Linked DNA regions of Mus musculus: region 2 is linked to region 1. Evidence: chromatin contacts called from public promoter capture Hi-C data. All regions are on one chromosome and are shown on one strand. Each heading gives the region's core, a stretch centred on a gene start, on an enhancer-like site or on the middle of the called end of the contact. The rest is flanking DNA. Distances are from core to core; before and after follow the strand shown.

Evidence for each region. Capture Hi-C pulls out chosen DNA fragments and counts their contacts.
Region 2: a contact with region 1 is called in a promoter capture Hi-C map of adipose tissue. The contact joins two enhancer-like sites. A contact is called at or near these places in 1 of 484 Hi-C or Micro-C datasets (memory CD8 T cells) and 1 of 9 other capture datasets (adipose tissue).

What each region holds. Positions count from the first base shown.
Region 1 is chr12:31,272,413-31,278,475 of GRCm38.p6, reverse strand. Lamb1 (laminin B1) reads right to left here. Exons shown (of 33, transcript NM_008482.3): 4 at 5,973-6,046; 5 at 1-14. Among named protein-coding and RNA genes, the nearest start is that of Lamb1, 10 kb to the right of the region's middle. Within about 2 kb of position 2,940, at least 16 of the 459 cell types and tissues checked have an H3K27ac peak or open chromatin away from gene starts, as enhancers often do. A contact at or near this core is called in adipose tissue, where this site is marked.
Region 2 is chr12:32,432,393-32,438,455 of GRCm38.p6, reverse strand. No RefSeq gene overlaps it. Among named protein-coding and RNA genes, the nearest start is that of Gm40375, 37 kb to the right of the region's middle. Within about 2 kb of position 3,240, at least 57 of the 459 cell types and tissues checked have an H3K27ac peak or open chromatin away from gene starts, as enhancers often do. A contact at or near this core is called in adipose tissue, where this site is marked.

The DNA of each region.
Region 1 (6,063 bases), core at 1,691-4,190:
GCTGGGCGGAATGTCTAAAAGCAGGAGGAAAGTCTCATTCCATGGTTCTGCTTGCTACTCTGTCCTTTTGTCCCTCCTGTGTGCCTAAGCTGACTGTGTGCTTGGTATTTCTGTGGAGACTGTTCTTGAAAGGCCGCACTTGTAGCAACCACCTGGTAGACCAGTAAACTGTTCCTTCTTGAAGCTGATTATAAACAGGCCCTTGTAGCAAACACACTTGGGTATATTAACCACCATGCCCAGGAGAGAACTAATTTTGAATGCTTGCTTTCTCACTTCTTCATTTAATCATTCCATAGATGATATAGCCTGTGGCTTATATAACATCCATATGCTACACACAGTTTAATAAGGAGCACACACACATAAAAATCATAGTCATTGTACAATAATATGTCAAGCACCACAGTACCATCACAGGAAATGTGAGAAAACAAGCAGCATTACTCACACTAGCCCAAGAATGGCAACAGCCAAAGTGCCTATTAGCTGGTAAAGAACACAATGTGAGCCTAGAGTAACTGTCCTCTGGGCTCCACCCAGCAGCCAATGGAATAAGCACAGAGACCCACAGTCAAATGACGAGCTTGGGAGTCTTGTGGAAGAGTTGGGGGAAGGATTGAGGGACCTGAAGGGGACAGGGACTCTACGGGAAGACCAACAGAGTTGACAAACCTGGACCCTCTGGATCCCAGAGACTGAACCATCCACCAAAGAGCAAGCATGGGCTGGACCTAGATTTCCTGCCCCACCCCCACAGGTAACAGATGTGCAGCTTGGTCTTCATGTGGGTCCCCCAACAACTGGAATAGGGGCTCTCCCTCAAGTTGTTGCCTGCCTGTGGAACCCATTCCCCAACTGGGCTGCCTTGTCTGACCTCAGTGGGAGAGGATGCACCTAGTCCTATAGAGACTTGATGTACCAAGGGTGGGGATGGGAGAGTGATTGGGGGTGGGGGGTGGGGGTTCTGCCTTCTCAGAGAAGGTGAGGGAAGAAAGGGGGCAGGAACTGTGGTAGGGCTGGAAGGAGGGGTTGTATAATGGGATATAAAGTGAATAAGTAGATAAATTAATGAAAGAACTAAATGTGATAAATACAATAGACTAATTTAGCTGCAAAAGGAAGGGATGCCATACTCTCTGTAACATACAAGGACCTTGAAGGCACTGTGCTAAGTGAAATAAGCCATATACATTTTCAAATATTATGATTTCATGTATATGAAACACCTAGGGTTTTAGATGGGAATGGAAAGGGGTCATGGGGAAGAGGGGTGAGACAGCAGGGGTGACTATTTAGTGACTAGTTCAAGTTCCTATCTAGGGTGATGACAAAGTTCTGGAAACTGACAGCAGTGATAGTCTTGCGCTATCCTGAGTATGTCTAACATCACTGAGTGGTACACATAAGAATGGGGAATACTGATATGCATACTGTACCACAAAAGTAAGTAGTTTTAAAGGAAAAACAAAAACCAGAGACTATTTCAGAGGGATGACATCAAACTGGATCTCGGGCTGGGGATTCAGCTCTGGGTGGCCCCAGGTTCAATGCCCAGTGCAGCACAGGGGGGCATTACTGTTTGACATGCTAACAGACTTTCTTTGCCTTTTTGCCATATAAGTGAGAACACTAAAAGATTTATGGGACCTAACAAAATGAAAGCTTATACATAGAAAATAACTCTGACAGCACTGTCATTAAACATGGAAGATGACAAGAAGCAGAGGAACCAAAGAAAAGATGAAGAAGGTCTCACACTCTAAAGGTATAACATGGACAGAGAGAGATGAAGTCTACTGTCCTGTTAGTGACAGCACACTGCACTGAGTTACATACACTCGATCTATTAGATCTTAGAGGAGAAGCAGATAGGCCCCAAAGCACGGGTGGCTGGGCTGAAAATGGCACGAGCAGCGAGCCTCTCAACCTCGTTTGAGGGCAGCCATATGTGGGCATGGCATTCAGCTTTGCAGTGTGGATTTGGGAGTCACTGCGATCACTTAATACTTGAATTTCCTCCAACAAAGCCAATGGCAAGAGAAAGGCCAGCACTCTAGGAAAATGCCCAACAGGCTGGACACGGGAGAACAGGAGCCGGCAACAGTCACCACCTTTCGCTTCAGCTCCGAGTGTGTGCTCACGCATGCGTACCTTCCTCCTCCCCAGCCAGTGGCCTAAGCAGAAAAGCGAACAGGCAGAAGGTTGGGGAGGAATAGGAACAAGACAAACCCCTCAAAACACACCGAGGACTTCAGGAGGCCATGAAGGACACAGTCAAGAGTAAAACGTAAGAAAGAATGCAGATGGAAATGGGCCACGGGCAGATGCTTCCCAGCCATGAACATGCTGTGCGCACTTTAGGAAGAGGAAGCCAGATTGCCGTGGAGAAAAGTCAAAGGAAAGTTCAGCCAGCCTAGAAAACAGAGCTTAAGTAAATATGAATTCCTGAATTAAGTAAGATCATCACTTGGCAGACAGAGCTTTTACAGAGCCTGATGTTGGGAACTAGCAAAAATCTGCTAACCTACTTGCTAGCATCCTTGATAACCCTGCCTGACGGAGGCAAGGCAGAAGAAAACGATGTTTCTATCAAACTGCAGAGAACTGTAGACTAAGGATTTTAGAAGGGGAACGGAGAAGCTGCTCTGACCATCGGAACCTGGACTGGCAGGTGTGCAGGCATGGCCAATCCCATGAGGCCACGCTCCCAGTTGGGAAGGCCTAAGAGGCTTGGGCGGGGCACACCTAGTCAGATATCTCCGCATCCTTAGACAGCAGAGAAGAAACACACAGAAGCTTGCTTGTCCTGGCTGTGCTGCCTTGTCTCTCACTTTCTGGAAACTTCTAAATCCCAAGGGACCCTGCCCAGTCATCCAATTTCCTGTGGAGTTAAGAAGCTGCTGGAAACCGGAACCACACACTTCACCTAAAGGACGGAAGCCTCTCCCCACTCCCACCGCCGTACTTAGTCACCAACCTTCTCGGGCCCCTTCTAGGGCTGCACAGGGACCGCTGAACGCATAATAACCAGGAGAGACTGGAAACATCTGTCTATAACAACAACATACTGGCACATGCATATAAACAAGCTAATCCACCTCGTAAGCAGCCACCTCCACAGCCAGAGTGGTTGAGGATAAACATGAGCTCTTCATCTTTGTCCCCGCTTTCCTTTACAGTACTGCTAGGGAGACCCACATCTTCCTAAGGACTTCAACTTCCCGGCTATCCTGGACACAACCCTTTCCTTCCCCTGACCTGCCTCCGCGCCTTCTCCACTTCAAGGTCAGCCTCAGATTCTAAAGCACCCAAGCAACCATTCGCAGGAAGTAGGGGCCTCCTCTTCTCTGCAGCGGTTCTCAGAGCAGCCAGGGCAAAGCGTTGTGGGGTATAGAAGCATGTGGATACACAGTCAAGTGTTCCAAGGACCGGTGAGCTCCTGACATTTGGAAATTTAAAATGCCCTGTAATCTACAGCTCAAAAATAAAATAAAATAAAATAAAATAAAATAAAATAAACAAAAACAAAACCCGTTGTGGTTATGTATCTCAGTCTAGCCTGGAACTTGCTATATAGATCAGGCTGGTCTTGAACCCACCGAGACCCAACTTCTGAAGTTCGGGCTTGGTGCCATCATGGCGGGTTTCCTTGCAAAATTATTTTTGTGACCTCCAAGTCTGTGGCTCCCTACTGCCTATGAAGTTCCCACTCCTCAGCAAAGAGTTGAGGTCCTGCTGACTGGGACCTGCTTCTCCATACTTACTTTCTTCACCTCCCTGACCTTGAAACAAGTGGATGCAGTACTTATTGAACAAGCCTTGCCCAAAGAGCACAGCAAAGGTCACTGTTCTCAGACCAATGGCAGTTTTCCTTTATATCTTCCCTCTGAAATCTTTCTCACCCCTCCTGGCCCAGGTAAAGGGTACGATTGGTCTCCGCTCCTGAAGTTTCTTCCTTATGCCAGGCTGTTATGTAATACTTTCCTCCCAAGATTTAAACTAAAGATTCCATCCTGAAGGAAGCTCCTTGAGCAGGAAGGGAAACAACTCAAAACAGCTCCAGGAAGTCCCTGAAACTGACCAGATTCTCTAGGTCCCAAATATAAGCTGAGAGGAGCAAGCCAAGCAGCAAAGAAAACTCTCAGACAGAACCAACTATGAGACAAGCAGTAATTAGCTGAGCTGCCTGAAAGAGGTTTAGATCAACCGAGGCACACAGAAAGGACGCTCTCTAACCTGTTCAGTGGCCTGCAGGCTGTGCAGAGGGTTCCAGGTTTCCCAGCTTTTGTGAGCTGTCATCAATGCTGAAGTGGGCCTTGGAGTTGCAACTATCTGAGTCATTTCTGCTCCTGTAAGTAACCCCTCACCCACATTTCTATAAGTAACTGTTACTTTCCCATCAATTCCTGTAACTCCAATAAAACTCACTGGTTCACCAATGCGCTGGATTCTGGTAGCATCAGCACGGGTACTTTGGTCTGTCAGGGGTTTCCTATCTGGGGTATGAGTAGATGAACGTGTTTTGTTTCCCAAGGAAAAGTCTTCTCACAATACAAGCTAACAGACTAGCCGGCCCAGAGCATGGCAAACGCGGCTCTGGCGTGGGTCCTGCTGTCTCACAGAAGCTGGAACCTGGAAGGATGAACCTTGTCCTTCATGCTGAGGTCCACATCCTGTACCTACAGTCCACACCTCAGCACCTTCTCAGACTAACCTTCAGCACCTAGGTGTAGAACAGAATCTCATCTCTGGCCCACTATTCCACAGAATATGCACTCTAAGGATTTTGAGCATAAATGAACTCAGAGCCATCCATGTCTGTGTAGCAGATGCTCTCTCCAAAGTAAGATGGTGCCACGAACATCAATAAAGAGGACTGTAAATATTTTAAAGGTCACAAAACATAAAAATGACATCTTCATGTGGGACAGAGTTTAAATTTAACCACTAAGGTGTAGTGTGGCCCATGAATGGAGACCGCAGGCAGCAAGGAGTCCCTGATAAGCTAGTAATAGCCCTTATCCAACCACTGTCTGCTGCATTTGGTGTCTCCATCACCCTGCCTGCCCCATCAGTCACAGTGGACCACTGGGGGACAGCAAAGGGGTGAGGTACAGAGGCCTGGGAACCACAGAGCTTGATGCCCCTCCTAGTTGCATTCTGACTCCCACGCCTGCCCTTGCTCCTCCTCTGCTTCTCATACTTGGGTACCAGACAGAAGCGAGATTTCCATGGTTCCTTGCCAGCAAGGTAAACTGATCCTCCGCCCCTTTTCCTAATCTGAGAGGATGCCAGCAAGTCCCCAACTCCAACTGAAAACTACCCAAAGGTGATCTTCATCTGGGGAGCAATAATTAAATCATGAGTTTTGTGTGTGCCAACGTGTACTTTGAGCCATGTGAAGCCTGTCATTTTCAGGCAGCTGCTTCAGCAACAAAGGCACTTTGTATAGAGACATTCCCTAGTCCTAGAGTCATTCTACATCTTGAAAAGAAAAATGGAGAGGGGGAAAAAAAAACTGCATTCAAAAAGGCATGCATTTTTCTTTAGAAACTGTAAAACTCTTCCCCCAGTTTTGGCAAAATCTTGGAACCTAAGACTTGAAACATTACTTTGTTTTCAGTTACCAAATTCAGCCGTAGACTCTAACCATGAAGGATCGGAGATGCACTCTGCAAATGTTTTATCGTGGTTTGGAAGGGAGTCAAGTGCTGCCTTTCTCAATGGGAGAAAGAAAGGGGTCTCTAATTAAAAGTTTATAGATAAATTAGGATGAAGAATCTACTTAAGCTAGCACATGTGAAGGGCAGTTATCATGTCCCTGTTTTGAAAGGGACACAATTATCCCAACTTAGGACAACAATTAACATTTAAGTTCTCATTTAGGCCAACTCATAAGAAACATTGTCTCTGGACGTGGCAGTCGCCCAGCTCTGGAGCCTGCATCCGAGACAGCATGGATTCCTTACCTTGAAGGTCATGATGAGATGAGTGAAATGGAATTCTGCTTCCAGGTCCAGTTGGATGGTCACGTTCTCCACACCTGCATTTTTACAGCAG
Region 2 (6,063 bases), core at 1,991-4,490, 1.2 Mb before region 1:
AGTTGGACTTGTAGTTTCAGGTAGGATTCATAAGGAAACACTAGCAAGCCTGCAACGAAACTAATTTCCATATATTTTCAGGATTAGTCATGGCTGAAGACAGTTCTCAAAAAAATTGTCTTAACCCTGAAATCAAAACATCACAGCCCAACTTCAGCTTTACTACATGCTTAATGATAAAAATCCATAGATCTAGCTATGGCTGTGTCCATGGAAGTTAAGCATTAAGCATTTCAGTACTGTAATATTGAATCAATAGCACATGGTAGAGTATCTGCTGATAACACCATAAAAAAAGCACGGGCTCTAAACATCTTAACTTATTTCCAGATTTATGAATTCACCCACCACAGGTTTTCACTAACTCGGGTATGTCTATTGCCACTGAGTCTGACATAGCATATTCCTCCTTGAGTTGTACTAAATTCATTGTAGTTTTTTTTTTCAATTTCTTTGAAAATATTCTCACCTTTAAGTGGCTCCACACAGGCTATTTATAAATGTCTACTCTCTAATAACTTCCAAACTAGCTCCAAGTCCCCAAATAGATACAAACTGGACAATTTCAGTAGAGGCTATGAGCTAGTCAAGAGATGACAGTCACTCTAAGTCACTTGTCTTTTCTCTTAATTACTATTATTAATGCCTTGCTTAGTGTCCTCGATGCACAGCAACTGTCCTCCTCAGGAGAAGCCTCGTTAAGCTTGTTTTCTTCTGACAGCTCTGTAGCTGCTGCAGACAATGCAGCTGAGTCAACTTACTATTGTTACACAGCTTTCCTTGCCTGGCTAGTGAAGGAGCTACTCTCAAATTTTTTTGGTTGCAGACTTTATTTTTGTGAAGAAATTTGACCATAAAGAGAAATCTGTTTTAAAATTTCCTAATCACTGCTTTCCCATGAGCAGGAAATTTTGGCATAGTTATTTAGTCTAGTTACGTTGATAACATACTATGGGTGTTTACACAGTGTTACTACCAGTAACAATCATGAAACTGTTTATACTCTCTTGTACCTGAAAATGTGATATTAAACGTACATTTCTCCTTTTTTATTGTCTTTCCTTGGTGCCTTAATAGGACTTACTGACTTCATTAATAAGTAACCAATAAAATAACATAACATAAAATAAATAAAAGGAGGAGTAGGGAGAACATCAGAGAGTTGGGAGTGAAGAATGGAAGGGAGAGAAAGGGCGAAGAAGAATAGGGAGGCAGGAGGGCTATAACCATATATCATTTGACATACTGGTGAATTCTAGCAGCATCTTGAATGATGCCAAGCCACAGTACAGAGTGATGAAAGTACCACACAGCCTGTGCCTCTGCCACGAAGCTCTGCCATTCTAGTTTGAAAGCAAACAGACAGCTGTAAACAGATTATTTCTTTTGACCAACTCTTTGCTAACATTATTGCTATTGTAAATCTTTGCTAACAATTTATAGCCCCCTAATCCCACAGATGGTTCTTTTAAAAGATGTAAACCACCGTACACGTGGGCACACAGCTGTACTCCTGGCCCTTGGGAGACAGAGAAAGGAGACTACAAGTTCAAGGAAAGCCTGGTCTACTACGCCAGGCCCAGTCCCAGTCCCAGGTTCTCTAGCTACATAGCAGTTCTCTATCCCTTCTCCAAAACAACAAAAAGTTCTAAGACACATTAGTTGTCAGGTTTGGGGAATGGGAAGAGAAGTTGACTAAATGATGTAGCAGAATCATGTGACTCCTAATGATGGTGACAGCTTCAAGAAGCTTTAACCACTAAGGAGGGTGGGCATCTCTGGGGACAAATCTCCTCTACTTGATCTCAGCTAAAATATTTGGAAAACACTGAAGATATCCAGAAGTGTTCCCTATACACCAATTTTATGATATGAGATAAGCCCAAAGGGAGGTCCAGATATATTCTTGCCTACTGTTTTAACCTCTACATAATCTTCAACTATATCTTCAAAACTGTGTCCACCACCTTTCCTTTTAGAACTATGAACTTAAACTAAGCATGCTTAAGGATGCAATTCTTTATTTTTATTTTTTATTGGATATTATCTTTATTTACATTTCAAATGTTATCCCCTTTCCTGGTTTCCCCCCCTCCCGAAAAGCTCCCTATGCCTTCCCCCCCTCCCCCTGATCACCAGTCCACCCACTCCTGCTTCCTGGCCCTGGCAGTCCCCTATACTGGGGCATAGAACCTTCACAGGACCAAGAGCCTCTCCTCCCATTGATGACCAACTAGGCCATTCTCTGCTACATATGCAGCTAGAGTCGTGAGTCCCACCATGTGTTTTCATTGGTTGGTGGTTTAGTCCCAGGGAGCTCTGGAGATACTGGTTAATTCATATTGTTGTTCCTCCTATGGGGCTGCAAACTCCTTCAGCTCCTTGGGTACTTTCTCTAGCTCCTTCATTGGGGACCCTGTGCTCAGTCCAATGGATGGCTGTGAGCATCCATTTCTGTATTTGTCAGGCTCTGGCAAAGCCTCTCAGAAGACAGCTATATCAGGAAACTCTTGTTGGCATCCCCAATAGTGTCTGGTTTTGGTGATTGTTTATGGGATGGATCCCCAGGTGGGGCAGTCTCTGGATGGTTATTCCTTCAGTCTCTGCTTCACACTTGGTCTCTGTAACTCCTTCCATGGATGCAATTCTTAACTGAGCATGCTCGGGAATGTATTCTTAACTGAGCATGTTCAGGAATGTGCCCACCTCAGAAGTGCTTTTTTTTTCTTTTTTTTTCTTTTTTTTTTTTTCGAGACAGTGTTTCTCTATATAGCCCTGTCTGTCCTGGAACTCACTTTGTAGGACAGTGCTTTTTTATTTACTTGCTTTTTTATCTACTATGTATAGGCTTCTCTCAGGCTTCCTTTGTTCAAGGTGGTCATTGTCTTATAAATACCTCCTTTGCTCTTCTTACCTCCAATAGATAATAAATCTCAGCTCTTTTATTTCTTGGCTGTGTTTGTTTTGGGTTCTACATTCACCAAGATGTGATCCCAATCATTTAGCTACAGATTGACAACTTAGTTTGAGACTTCCTGCTCAAAGGCACTGGGGATTTGTTGCTCAACTCCTAACAAGACAGGCAAGGAAGTCGGGTAGCATGTCCCAAGCTGACCCTGTACTGCTGGAAAAGAGGCCTGAGCCAGGGAAGGAGCATCTTCTTCAGGGCTGACTCACTGCTTCTGCTGTGTCATCAGGATTCTATGACAACTTGGCAGATATTCCAAACCTTTTGTTCAGAAGTTTCCTGAAACCAATGAATAGTGTTGAACTCTTGAGTCAGCTAATAGTCACCATAACAGAGCCAATAGGACAGAAAAGTGCTCAAGGCCAGCCATGAGCCCAAGACTACATTTTAATCTGGGGGTAAGGGTGATTGTGTGGGACTTTTACTGGGGAGTCACCACACTTATACACACACACACACACACACACACACACACACACACACACACACCTACTCACCTGGTTTAGGGAACCTACAATAGACCAAAGTAAGTACTCTATCAAAATACAACTTGGTGAACCAGTGAGGAGTGTGTGTGTGTGTGTGTGTGTGTGTGTGTGTGTGTGTGTGTTTTATTGAGGTTGCTGATAGGAGTGTGGGTGAAGGGTTACTTAAAGGAACAGGGATGACTCAAAAGTAATTGCATCACCCAAAAGCCCACCCTAACAGAGTGATGACTCACCAACCCTTCAGCCCTGGAGCAATGTACATTATTTACCAGCAACTCAACTAGGCCAAGAATCTCTGCTTACCAGTTCAGCTGATCAGAGTGTCCCCTGTCCCCACCCCTCCCCCACAAATATTTATGATGTCTTTAAGTTGGCAGGAGAGGAATATAGATCATATTTCAACTTTCCTAGACTTGTGAAGTTTCTTTCCTCCTGACTTTCATGATTATCCTTCTTTCAGGAGGGAAGGAACATTTCCATTGGGAGGAAGTGACTGTAAAATGAAGGTGAAAGACAGTCTCTTTGTGGGCTGCCAGTAGGCCAGAAACTGTGTCTTCCATCTTGGGATAAAGATTTGAACATAAAAGGCTTCAGAGGTCTAGTTAGTAAACAGAAATTGAAGAAATGACTGCCAGTGGTTTCAAATTTGGGGTTTGGGAAACATCTACCCTGAAGGTTTGAATAAAGACAAGCAGCTCTGACAAGGAGGGCAGGGTCCCAACAGGTCAGCTTTTATATTCTGGAGCCCACAAGTGGGTAGTGTGACACTTTCAATGCTGTAAAAATGCCAGAGCCAAAATCTTTATCTGTGGAAATAGAGAAGTCTCATTTTCACTTGTCTCTTATTTTTTTCTAATAAAGAAATCTGTTGTTCATCCTGGGGGAGAGTTGCTTCCTCTATTACTGTCAGATTGCGATTCTTCACCAAAAGACACACAGTCACACACACACACACACACACACACACAGAGAGAGAGAGAGAGAGAGAGAGAGAGAGAGAGAGACAGAGACAGAGACAGAGACAGAGACAGAGACAGAGACAGAGTGGGGAATATAAGTGAAAGGGTCTCTTTGGGGCTGAGGAATGCCTTTTGTGTCCTATAACTGATCTACTTGGACTCCCAAGTATGAGCTGATAATAATAGTGACCATTTTAAAACCTATTATGAAAGTAACATCCATTTGAATGCTATTTCCATCTCTAGCGTGTATATCATTTGATACTCAGTTTACAGTAAGCCCGTAGTAAATATCAACTTAAACGGAGAGAAAGTCAAAGAAATCCCACTAAAGTCAGGAGCCAGACAAGGCTGTCCATCTCTCTATATACCTATTCAGTAGAGTACTTGAAGTCTTATCTAGAGCAGCTGGAGGAGATCAAGGGGATACAAATTGGAAGGGGAGTAGTAGAAATATATATATTTACAAATGATATAATACTATGTATAAGTGGTCCTAAACATTCTTCCAGAAAATTCTTCCAGCTGATAAACACTTTAAGCAAAGAAGCTGGGTACAAAATTAACTTACAAAAATTAGTACCCCTTCTATATACAAATGACAAATGTATTGATAAAGAAATTAAGGAAATTATACTTTTCACAATAGCCTCAAATACTAAGAAATATTGTGGGGGTAACTCTAACCAAGCAAGTGAAGACCTTATATGAAAAAACCAACCAACCAACCAAACAAACAAACAAAAACTTCAAGACATTGAAGAAAGAAAGTGAAGAAGATATCAGAAGTTGGAAAGATTTCCCATAGTCATGGATTGGTAGGATTAACATAATAAAAATGGCCTCCTAATAAAAGCAATCTACAGAGTCAATGCAATCTCCACACAATTTTTCACAGATACAAAAAGACCCAGGATAACTAAAACAATCCTGAATAGTAAAAGAACAGCAGGAGGTATCCCTATTCTTGGTTTTAATTTATAGTACTAAAAACACTATGGTATTAGCATAGAAAATAGACATGTTGATCAACAGAAAAAAATTAGAGGCTCAGATATAAATGACAAACCCCCATACACCTGATTTTTGATAAAGAAGCCAGAAACTCACACTGGGTGCACAGCACTTTCAACAAATGGGGCTGTTCAACTGCACTTCTGAGAGTAACAATGCAAATAGACCTAGGCTTATCAATCATCCCACACAAGATTCAACCATAAATGGGTCAAAGATCTCAACATTAAAATGACACACTTTATAAAAGTAAAGTGAGAGAGTAGAAGTGAAAGGGAGAAGTAGTCTGAACTCATTTCTCATTGGCAAAGAGAAAACCTTGCTGAACCGAACATTGTTAGCATGGGAAATAAGATCAACAACAAATGGAACCTCATGAAACTAAAAGGCATTGCAAAGGGCACTATCATTTGGCCAAAACAGCAGTCTACAGAATGGTATTTTACCAGTTACACATCCAATAGAGAACTAATCATATCTGTATCTATATCTATATCTAATATCTCTCTCTCTCTCTCTGTGTGTGTGTGTGTGTGTGTGTGTGTGTGTGTATTAAACATTATATATTTGGGCCCTGATGGACTGCTGAAGAACCTGGCCTGGCCCCACCAGGTCACAGGCCTGACCAACTCAG